Linked DNA regions of Triticum aestivum: region 1 is linked to region 2. A link is a contact called in public Hi-C data. All regions are on one chromosome and are shown on one strand. Each heading gives the region's core, a stretch centred on a gene start, on an enhancer-like site or on the middle of the called end of the contact. The rest is flanking DNA. Distances are from core to core; before and after follow the strand shown.

The links. A called contact is a pair of places that touch in the nucleus more often than the background predicts.
Region 1: a Hi-C map of leaf shows a contact between it and region 2, with 2.4 times the contacts expected there. The contact joins the promoter of LOC123087905 here to the promoter of LOC123087904 in region 2. A contact is called at or near these places in 2 of 5 Hi-C or Micro-C datasets (both in leaf).

Annotation. Positions count from the first base shown.
Region 1 is chr4A:656,483,113-656,489,143 of IWGSC CS RefSeq v2.1, forward strand. LOC123087905 (mediator of RNA polymerase II transcription subunit 17) reads right to left here and starts at 4,207. Exons shown (of 8, transcript XM_044510027.1): 1 at 3,884-4,207; 2 at 3,598-3,796; 3 at 3,371-3,484; 4 at 3,082-3,167; 5 at 2,610-2,994; 6 at 1,986-2,450; 7 at 1,566-1,889; 8 at 410-1,014. The coding sequence starts at 3,972. The coding sequence ends at 685.
Region 2 is chr4A:656,291,789-656,297,265 of IWGSC CS RefSeq v2.1, forward strand. It overlaps LOC123087904 (RNA demethylase ALKBH9B), which reads left to right and starts at 3,095. Exons shown (of 6, transcript XM_044510026.1): 1 at 3,095-3,432; 2 at 3,548-4,048. The coding sequence starts at 3,240.

The DNA.
Region 1 (6,031 bases), core at 2,957-5,456, 190 kb after region 2:
GTCTCACCTATAGTAGGGCCAGCAAGCTCAAATAAATATATTTCACTTCACCTCTCATAACACCGATATAAGTTAGTAAGCCATTTGACAGTAGAGTAAGCATGATATGAAACTGAGGCATCTAGGGACAATAAAAATTATTCTTTGCAACAATAACATGGCATAAGTATCAGGTGTCACAAAACAGAACTGTTTAGTCTACCAGATTGGTCAGAGCCCACAGCCAAAATAAAAACAATAGCAGTTTTTATTGGCTAACAACAGCTTCCATCCCGGTGCGGTGGTGCTTCTTGAGAACGGAGCCAGGAGACAATGCCATGGATCAAGTCCAGCTGGCCGGCGAGGTGGTCCGGCAACTGGTGCATCACCATCTCCATGATTCAGTTTCGGTCCAAACCAAGGATCCGAATTAAAGCCAACAAAACATGTCAGATACCAGAAATCACATTGTCTTCCATAATAATACACGGCTTATCCGAATTAAAACCAAGGATTCTCTTTCGGTCCAAACCAAGGATCCGAATTAATACATGGCTTATGCTTGTAACTACACGCCCAGCATCAGTGCGCCTAAGCAAGGCACCGAAGGGCAGCACAAGCAACAGACTGCCACCAGCAGCAAAGGCAGCCAGCGCTTACACCATCGCACGACACACGATCCAGCACTGCAGCACACTTCTATCATCATCTCAGCGGGCGGGAGCCGGTGCCGCAGAGGTTGATGAGGTCCAGGAGGGTGGAGTAGAGCACCTCCAGGGACAGGTACCCCAGGAACCTGCGCTTCTCAGCCCAGGCGTCATCCGCCGCTGGTGCCTTCCCGTCATCCTCCACCGGGTGGTCGACAGTCAGGTACCATGAGATGCACCCGTATTCATCGTCCGGGTCCACGTGCGCCACCAGGCCCAGCGTATCACCGTGCTCCAGGTCGAAGTAGAGGCACAGGAAATCCCGAGTCACGCTCATCCCCAGGACCAAAGCCTCCTCGTGGAGCCAGTTTATTATCTGGCTCGCAACCTGCAGATATATGTGCAGACAATGTGCTCAGCACCTTACAATAAAGTAGGCCCCGAAGAGATGCGCGTAAAGGCACCAGTCAGTTGAGTAAATCTCAGCCTCTGGACTTTTCTTATATGCATGTGTATATATATAGTGGGGATGGTATTAACTTCTGAAATATGGAGCCCTGGCAATGATCCTAATACGTATCACCGTACCTATTCTCTTAACTGAAGTCAGGCTGAACTCAACATTCCGACTAGCCAAACAAACTATTCGCGTACGTCGATGGACACATACATTCAGTGCAAGGCTTTACCATGGTATATACAATAAATAATTGTAAACGACTGAACAACGGCCGTTGCAGTCAATCATAGAACAACTTTGGATTTACTAAGTCTTAATTATAATATGGTAAAGTGGTTCATGCGCTATCCTGGCACAATTGATGCTTCAACCTTGTGAATCATAAATACTCTCAACAGTAGTAAAGTTAATAAATTAATCCAGTGCATATCGGCGATAAAGCATAATGACTTAAAAGGTTTTATTTATCACAAGTTTACCTGCTGCAGAACCATCGTTGGGAGGTCCTCCAGGTCACAATTGTAACTGTTTATCAGATAACCGTCAGAGGGCTTCCTAGTCAATGACCCGGCGATGCTCGGAGAACCCTCGCCCAACAAACTTATCTGGCCATCCTTCAAGACAATCTTCGTGTTGAACTGTGTCCTGGAAGATTTGTACTTGGGCTCGCCATTGTCTGAAGGCTTCGTGGGCCGATCAGCAGCCAAAATGGGTTGCGGAACTCTTAAGCAGAGAGACCAGGAAGAAGTTCTAGAGTGCCATGTAGGAAGGGACCGCAGCTGGAGATAAGGAACCCTGCTAACCTGCATGCATTAGTGAAAAGGAAGTTACAACGCCAATCTACTACACCCATGGTATGTATACTGCATTAATGAACAGGGAAATAATAGTAGTTATACCACACTCTCTAGCTCCAGCTGCACTTTTTTTGAATATGTTTTATGAGCCACTGTCATGCAGAAATGACTTAGCAAGCGACAATCTTCACCTGCAGACTCTGCAGTCTGAGCAGGACTCTGGTAGCGAACAATATTACGATATTTTTCCCTGACTTTTCTGAGAATGTTCTCGTGGAACAGGTGTAGCAAGTAAATCTCCAGACTTTTCGGGTTAAGAAACCCTGAGGTATCCCTTTTTAAAGGCTCCTGCTTCCCATTGGTGGTGGCTAGCACAAGATTCGCCTCTGAATTATTATGCCCTTCATGGCCTGCCATTTCTGAGTCACTATCCTGTCCAGAATCCACAAGCGAAAGGCACAACAAACTCTCCTCGCCAATTGCTAGTTGGAGAAAATCCTCACGCATTCCAGTTACGTTGACACCTTGAGTTTGGACAAACGTCTCACGGATCACCATATCCAATACCTACAAAGGCATACACTAAACTAAGTGCGAGGTCGTATGAAAGACAAAAAAATGCCAAAAAGGAGACAGCATATTTTGTCACAGGAATAATTTTTCATGGATCTCTAGTTGGTCAAAAGGACAGGTTTGCAGTAATTCATAAGCATTTAGACAACCTACCTGCTCCTCAAATATTGACTTGTGGATATTGCGAAGAATGGAATGTGCCTGTTTGACAGACTTATTGACATCATCATCCTCCAACACATCATCTTCCGCTGCAGAAGAAGTGGTGCTTGAGACACCTTTTGTTCTGCAAGCATAGCTTTCCGGGCCATTGGCACTGTCCCGGCGGAACTGAAGGCTCAAGAAACGGCACGCCTTTTGGGGGACTTGTACAGACAAAGTGCCCGACGAGTCCTGGTCGATCTGAACCAGTGACAACGACGACATCCGTGGCATCGCCACCGTGTCCAACTGAGAAGTGTCAACCACATCAAACATGAAGCTGTTGATTCCTGGAGCATTCCCACGCTGCCTCTTGACTTTCCAGTTCTGCTGCAACCTGCCAAATCCAACAACACTGGTTATGGTACAAGCATCACCACTTCGATGCTGCCTGGAATTTCACAATCCCTGCGACAAGACGAACCTGATCAATGAGCCGTAGAACCTAGCCTCCTTCTGGAACTGCTGCTGCATCGTCTTTGCCGATTGTTTGAAGTACCGTCCCAGATGCTGAGATTGCGGAATGGAGCATAATAATTAGGGTCTGTGGTGTAGGTTCAAGCATGAACTACTCAAAACATTTTGTTCTGCAGTGTATTTCACTCCCCTACTCTTACTGATAAGTTGCAAATATCCCATGAGTCTCATTCCATGCCACTTCAACTAATTAATTGGCTGCAGATGCTCTACTAGTTTCTAGTACAGGGGCATACCCGAAGCCGCTGGAGCTTGGTGGCGGCGGAGACGGCCATGTCTACGAGGATTTCGTCCGGCAGCGGCCTGGGCTTGGAAATGGTCGCGACGGCCACGGTGTCGTTCACCTCGACCTGCATTGTTTGTTAATTGTTATTGTTACCCACCCATCATAACCAGGACATCATCACACACGAGGGCGTCAATTATCGTCGGGCTCCGGATGCGGAGGGAGGGAGGGACGGACCGTGGAGATGAGGTCGAGGACGACGGTGAGCTCCTGCTGCGCGAGCTGCAGGCTCTCGTGGAGGCCCTGCCAGGGCCAGGCCTTCTGGGCGGCGTCCTCGGCCGCCGCCTTCTTGGCCTTCTTGGCGTCCCGCTCGACGACCCAGGAGAAGTCGACCCGGCGGATGGCCGCCAGCCGCTGCTCCTCGCTGCTGGTGTCCCTGTGGCGCCGGGCGGGTCTGGATCAGGAGCGAGGCCAAGGGAAGGGGGGAGGGGAGGGAGGGAGGGAAAGAAAGCAGCTGGCTTACGGCGGGTAGTGCTCGTTGCCGGCCTCGTCGATGGCCTCGAGGCGCTTGATGGGGAGCTTGTCCAGGTCCAGCCGGAGGTCGTCGCCCATGGCCGCCGTCTGCTGCCCCTTGCTCCTTGATTGATTGATGGGGAATGGGAGGGGGGCGAGATCGACTGGCCTGGAGGCTTGGGACGCGGGGCGGACTCGGGGGCAAAGAGCGGCGGGTAGGAGGTGGTTGCCGCCGGTGAGCGGCGGCCGGCGGGATCGGGCGGCGAGCGGACCGGAGGCAGGAGAGATGGGACGAGGGTTTGGACCTTGGGAAGTTGGGAGTTGCAGTGCGGACTAAATCGGGCGGGCCGGGCCGGGCCGGGCCGAATCGCCGAAGAAAGCAAGCCCGTGGGACGAACCATCATTGAAACAAACATTGTGGTATTCTCAAAAAAAAAAAGAACAACATTGTGGAGTCTTTTTTCCAGCAGAATATTGTGCAGTCTCATTAAATTATATTTGTCTCAAAAAAATTAAGTTATATCAGACCTATACTGTGTATTACTCCCTCAGTCAAAAAAAAATGTCGACACTTATTTTGGGACGGAAAAAGTACTATATTTGATTGTTTTTGTTTACTAAAAGTTTGCTTGATTTTATACCATCTGGGCTCACCAGACATAACAGTTCCAAAATATTAATGCTTATTATTACCTTCCGTCCTAAAAAGTTTGTCTAGATACGGATGAATCTATCACAAGCTATGACATTTTACCTTTCACGGTTCAAATACTTTTGAAAGAACAAATGTGAACTTAATTAGTTTCAGTACTTCAGAATATAACGCAAATAAAGACCAATACATTTCAAAAAAATAATAGTGGAACAAGATAATTCTTCCATGAGAACGGAAATTTTTGTCCAAACGGTTACATTAAAACTTCAAGCAAAATAATCAACATAGTATATTTCTATATTAAATTTCAAGCAAACCCGCTCATTCACACAAGCTAGATTGTGAACAGTAAAATCAGAAAAAATAGTAACTAAATTCAGAAAATTCTGATTTTTTTTACGATAAACTTTGAGAAATGTTTTGCATGCTTGCAAAATTTCAGCACGAAATAACATTCGCGCAAGTCGTGGGAAAAGAAAACAAAATCGATGTTCCAGAAATGCTAGTTTTGAACACATTTTGGAGTGACGGTTTCTTTTTCTTGCCAAGCCTTCCACGAATGTCATTTCATGCTGAAATTTTGCAAGCATACAAAACATTTGTCAAAGTTCATCACAAAAAAATTTCAGTTTTTTTTTGAATTTTTTAACCATTTTTTTTTATTTTACTGTTCATGAGGGTGCATTTGAGCTTGAGAGCAGAATAGTATTTTCGTTACTTTAGTTATGTGTACCAAGTTTCCTATATGCCCTAGTACACATTGGCAACCCAATATTAATGGAGTAGACTAGGATATATCTATATCTATATCTATATCTATATCTATATCTATATCTATACTCCTATATAGTATACCAGTTTTGAATTGAACTCAAAGGCTTGATCGAAACGGTTGATTTTCTAAATCTAGCGGCTGAGATGATCAGGATTCGCACTGCACAGTAGCATCAGCTTACTCCACGCTACTCTAGAAGCATCCCGCTCTCCTTCCTGAAAAAAGGGCCCCATGCATCGTGTGCTCGTGACCTGGTACGTACGAGCCCCTCGAGATAGCCTGCCAAGAAAAGAGGGAGACAGGAAAGTAATATTTTATAAATAAAATGGGGATGTACATGGATAAATTTTTAAATTATTCTTTATATATGTTTGGATCTGCTCTTTGTCGCCAATTAACTAGAATTTCTTTTAAATAACTTGGGTCCATTATCATAAAGGTTCATCCGATATACAACAAACAGAACAAAATTTACACCGAGATATTTGGACAACCGAATGACATTACCGTTGTTAGAATAAGCCGCTGATGCTGTTGTCATTGTTTTACAAAATAGGGTTTTTTCCCGCTTTATATTACTAGTATGCATACACGTGCAATGCACGTCTTAACGTTAGTGAGTGATTTTGGCACAAAGCTTAAGCTAGTAGATAGAGTGATTTTGGCACAAAGCTTAGGCTAGTAGATAGATTAGGGTTTAATCTTTGCAAGGGGCGGTGCTTCATCTT
Region 2 (5,477 bases), core at 1,845-4,344:
CCTCAGGAACGAACGTAACTACTCACAAAGCATATTCATGTTCATAATCAGAGGGGTAATAATATGCATAAAGGATCTGAACATATGCTCTTCCACCAAGTAAACCAATTAGCATCAACTACAAGGAGTAATCAACACTACTAGCAACGCACAGGTACCAATTTGTGGTTTTGATACAAGATTGGATACAAGAGATGAACTAGGGTTTGGAGAGGAGATGGTGCTGGTGAAGATGTTGATGGAGATTGACCCCCTCCCGATGAGAGGATCGTTGGTGATGATGATGGTGATGATTTCCCCCTCCCGGAGGGAAGTTTCCCCGGCAGAACAACTCTACCGGAGCCCTAGATTGGTTTCGCCAAGGTTCCGCCTCGTGGCGGTGGAGTTTCGTCTCGTGAGCTTGCCTCTAATTTTTTCCAGGATAAAACACCTCATATAGCAGAAGATGGGCACCAGGGGGCCAACAGGGGGCCCAGGAGATAGGGGGCGCGCCCTGTAGGGGGGGCGCCCCCACCCTCCTAGCTAGGGTGTGGGCCCCCTCGGGTACTTTCTTTGCCCAATAATTCTTATTAAATCCAAAAATGACTTTCATGGAGTTGTGGGACTTTTGGAGCTGTGCAGAATAGGTTTCCAATATTTGCTCCTTTTCCAGCCAGAATCCCTGCTGTCGGCACTCCCCCTCTTCATGGTAAACCTTGTAAAATAAGAGAGAATAGCCATAAGTATTGTGACATAACGTGAAATAACAACCCATAATGCAATAAATATTGATATAAAAGCATGATGCAAAATTGACGTATCAGTATAGGCAAGTGACTTGCAAAACACCCATGTCTACCGACATGGAGGACATGAGGGAGACCAAGAAGGTATATGTTCGGGATTGCCCTAATGAGATAAATAAAACAAACTAATATACACATACTTACCATTATTTTTTTACGGATGTGTCCATACTACACCTCTTCAAGAAATGGAAATTGTTCATGTAAGTCTAACATAGTCACATTGGACACAACACTTTAATCCCAAAACGGTAATCAAGGCTTCATATGATGCAACTTGCTGGTATGCAACTTAGTTAGTAATAAAAGAAAAGGAGCGAGAAGTGAGGCATGTGCATGATGAGTGCCCTGACCACACCGTGAATAATTTAACTACCATGGCAATGATGTGTACTATGAACCCTCACCATGTAGGACCAAGGAGTAGGTTAGGTTAGGACCAAACTCCTCAAGTCCGTGAAGATATTTTTACTATTATATGATTTATTCGGAGATATCGATGTTTGTGTTGAGTAACGAGAAGGTGGGGGAGAGAAAAATGGAAAAAAGGGCATAGTTGCTCAACATAGGAGGAAACCATAAATTAATACCGAAAAACAAGGGAACCAATGAATGATTGTTATAAGCTTGTTTTCAATCATGCTTAGTGGATGAATATACATATTGTTCTACGAAGGATGATGGCTATAAGCCTGACCACACTGTGAATAGTTTAACTACCATGTCAATGATGTGTACTATGAACCCTCACCATGTAGGACCAAGGTGTAGGTTAGGTTAGGACCAAACTCCTCAAGTCCGTGAAGATATTTTTACTATTATATGATTTATGCGGAGATAACGATGTTTGTGTTGAGTAACGAGAAGGTGGGAGAGAGAACAACGGAAAAATGGCATAATTGCTCAACATAGGAGGAAACCATAAATTAATACCAAAAAACAAGGGAACCAATGAATGATCGTTATAAGCTTGTTTCCAATCATGCTTAGCGGATGAATATACATATTGTTCTACGAAGGATGGCTATAAGCCTGTCTCAGTGGATGGTGTTGCGCTTAGAAGATGGCAAAGGGTAGTTTGGCACGGATGCAAAAAGGGCTCGAGCAGCTAGCTCGAGATCCTCCTCTGCTGATGTGACCTCACCTTTTTGAAGTCTAGAAGTGATAGTTGCCATCATCCGATTACATGCTGAAGTGAACCAGGTGCTCCCCATTATGGCTCATGAAATTATCGTCGGGTCATGCAGAAGTGATCCAACTCGTCCTCGTCATCCACTCCCAGCTCCGCGACCCCCTAAACTGATGAAAATCATGATCATAGATTTTATGTTTTTGTGTGCAATAATTAGAGATATTCCTTTCGGGGGTTGTACTTTCAATTTTTTTGTGCTTAGTGGGCATGTGCCGAGGCAACACGTTGGCTGTTGTCTACGAAATGGATGATGTGAACTGTTTGATTTCATTGTTGCAATGGAGCCAGTGCTGGGGCCATTTTCCTCTAAAACGTGAGAAGTTTCTTACTACTAATTCACGACAAGAACGGTCAGGTCTCGCCTCCAACTCCAAGCGCAGAAGGTGGAATCCTCACCCTGGTCAGTGGCTATATGTACCATTTTCCCCTTCCATTAAGACGGTATAATTACTAAACACCATGCTTGCGCTTGTTGTCAACAATGGAGAAAAGAACAAAAGGGAGAGAGCGCCATCGAGGGAGAAGCGCGAGGGCAGGTGGAGCAAGTAATATCTTTCCTCTTATGTTGGTTCGGAATCAAAGTAACTCGTTTGTTCGACCTTAAGATTTTTTTCCTCTTCGAGTTGATCTCTCCTATATATGAAACTAGGCAACCAACTCCAATTCCGAATCGCATTCGGACATCACCAAGGATGGCCTGAAATGACCCATGGCCTATTCAAAAATAAAAAAGAGATCAATCCACTATGTTCCCTACATGAAGAACGAAGCGCCATTTAAACTAGAACAAATAACCCTAACTATGTTGCCAATGACACACAACACAGTGAAAGACAAATATATCAAATCAATTCTATAATAAAAAAAACCAGTAAACATGTGAGGTATCACACCTTTAGCACAAGGGAACACACCATGAATCAATCAACCACACCCAAAACTATCAAATCACCAACCAATCATAGAGCGGCAACTTAAACCATCACCCCATCCCACCCACAGCAACTCCCGATCCAGGCCGTCCAACACTCCAACGGACGGCCAGGATCGTCTCAGCCCTGCCCATCGCACCCCTACCCCACCCTACCCTACCCCGCCGGAGGTTTCCTTTGGAAGCCATCCGCAGGAGTCGGCGCGTGGGAAGCGCGGCCCAAAACCTCCCCCAAGGTGAAAGAATTGCAGAGAGCGACCGAGGCGGAGGAGAGTGAGGAGGAGCGGCCCCACGCGCCAGCCAGCCAGCCAGCCAGTCAGCCGCAGACCCCATGGCCGCCGGCGACGGCGCCGACCCGATGGAGCTCGTGCGGGGGCAGTACGACGCCGACGAGCTCGCCATCGCCGGGGAGTTCCTCACCACCTGGCTCCCCTTCCTCTCCGCGGGCCTCTGCCCCTCCTGCGTCGGCTCCCTCCGCGGCCGCGTCGCCTCCCTCCTCCCCCCGCCGCCGCCCCCGCCGCGAGGTAATGATGACGCCCGCCCGCCGCGCCTGTGGGGGAAGGGAGGGAAAAGGGCCGCTTTTGCTAGGGTTCTTGCTGGGTTGGGTTCTCACGTCTCCCACCTAACTTTTTCTTGCAGCGGAGGAGCCGGCGCCGCCGCCGCCGGTCGAGAGGGTCGTTGCCACGGGGTGGGACTCGGATCCGGCCGCCCCGCGGCATCTCCCGTTCGAGCCCAGCGGGTGGGACTCGGATCCGCCCCCGCCGCCGCCGCAGGGGCAGCAGGCGGATGCGGAGAAGCCCCGGATGTCGTGGGCGGACATGGCGCAGGAGGACGAGCTCGCCGCCGCGGCGGCGGAGGAGGCGGCCGCAGACGAGGACGGGGAGGAGGGGGAGGAGGAGGAGGCCGGCGGGGCGGGGAGGCCGAGGGCGAGGCTGACCAGGGAGCAGCGGGAGCTGCATCGGTTCCGGAACGTGCTGCGGAAGGACGACTTCATATGCCTCGAGAGGGTCAAGGGCAGCCTCGTCAACATCCTCGCCGGCCTGGAGCTCCACGCCGGCGTGTTCAGCACCGCCGAGCAGAAGCGCATCGTCGACTGCGTCTACGGCCTGCAGGAGATGGGCAAGCGCGGGGAGCTTGGAGGTGAGCCTTACATACTGGCTTTCCTCCTGCTGTGTTGTGCTCGACTGTATGCCCGTTGCTTAAAATCCAGGGAAACGTTTGCTTCTAGTTCCAGGGGTGGTTAGAGAGGTTGTCTGCATTAGTTCAGGACGATGCAAAGTTCATGCCAAGTCTTTTTAGCTTTACTGCAGATGATGTGTTCCAAGTTCAGTTACATGACTGCTACTAAGGCTGTTTTACCCCGGGGGATGCGATGCTTCGGTTGAGTATGGACTATTCAACCTATTCCGTTGTCATGTTAACCTAGGAAGGTCTATCTGGACACAGTAGCCCTGTTGCGTAGAAGATTTTTATCTTCTCTCCGTCTTTCATTTTCGCGGGAATTCTTAATTTCTCCATCAAGGGTGTGACTAGAACATCTATTTTGGGAGCTATGACTTTCAGATTCACATTTGTTGTGTTAACTGTATGGGATCTTGACCCGAAGTTTCATAGATTTACATTTGTTATGTTAACTATATATGGGATCTTGACCCAAAGTTGGAAACTTTTCTTAAGTCATATGTTAGATTACCAGATCTATGAAAACTATAGCAGATTCAGCTTTGCTTGACTGTAATTAATCAAACTTGATGAGGAAGATGAATCGGTATTTGGTAATTTTTGCCTGTGCTTTCATGGTAGGAGCCAGTCATAGACTAAAATACCATATAATGCCAACTCTAGATATCTGGAAGTATCTTATTATGGAGAAATCTAGTGAATAGTAATGTACATAAAAAAATCCCCATCTTTTGGCACCTACTCCGTATCTATTTAATTTGCTCACATACTTCTGATTTTGTGATGCCTCCATTCACATAAATCTTAGGGTGTCTGTTTGTGTATCATTTGTGGAATTCTCTCTGATGATTTTGGCTTCATGTTTCTGTTCTCATATAATGAGTACTGACACTACTACAAATTACTCCCTCTCTAAAGAAATACTCCCTCCGTTCGGAATTACTTGTCGCAGAAATGGATGTATCTAGACGTATTTTAGTTCTAGATACATCCATTTCCGAGACAAGTAATTCCGAACGGAGGGAGTATAAGAGTGTTTCTTACAGTCCTGTATCCCATGATAATCATGGCTGAACTAACAATAGTGTGTAGGTGTGCTGTTGTCTCGCTACTTTCCTTTTTTTCTAAAGAACATATTTTTTGGTTGTTCTGACTTCTGACCACAGTTGCTTCTGGTATTTAAATCCACTTCTCTTTTGTTTTAATTTTTACGTACTATTTTAGAATGGGCTGTTCTCACAGTTGTTTTGCTGCATCACATTCTAGCATGACCTATTCCTTGGAAGCACATGTCCTGTTTGTGTCACCTATGATCATTAGCTGTACTAGAATTTCCCATAGCCTAGTGCACCAGTACACCTCAAGGTCAAGGGCCCAAGGTGCTAGT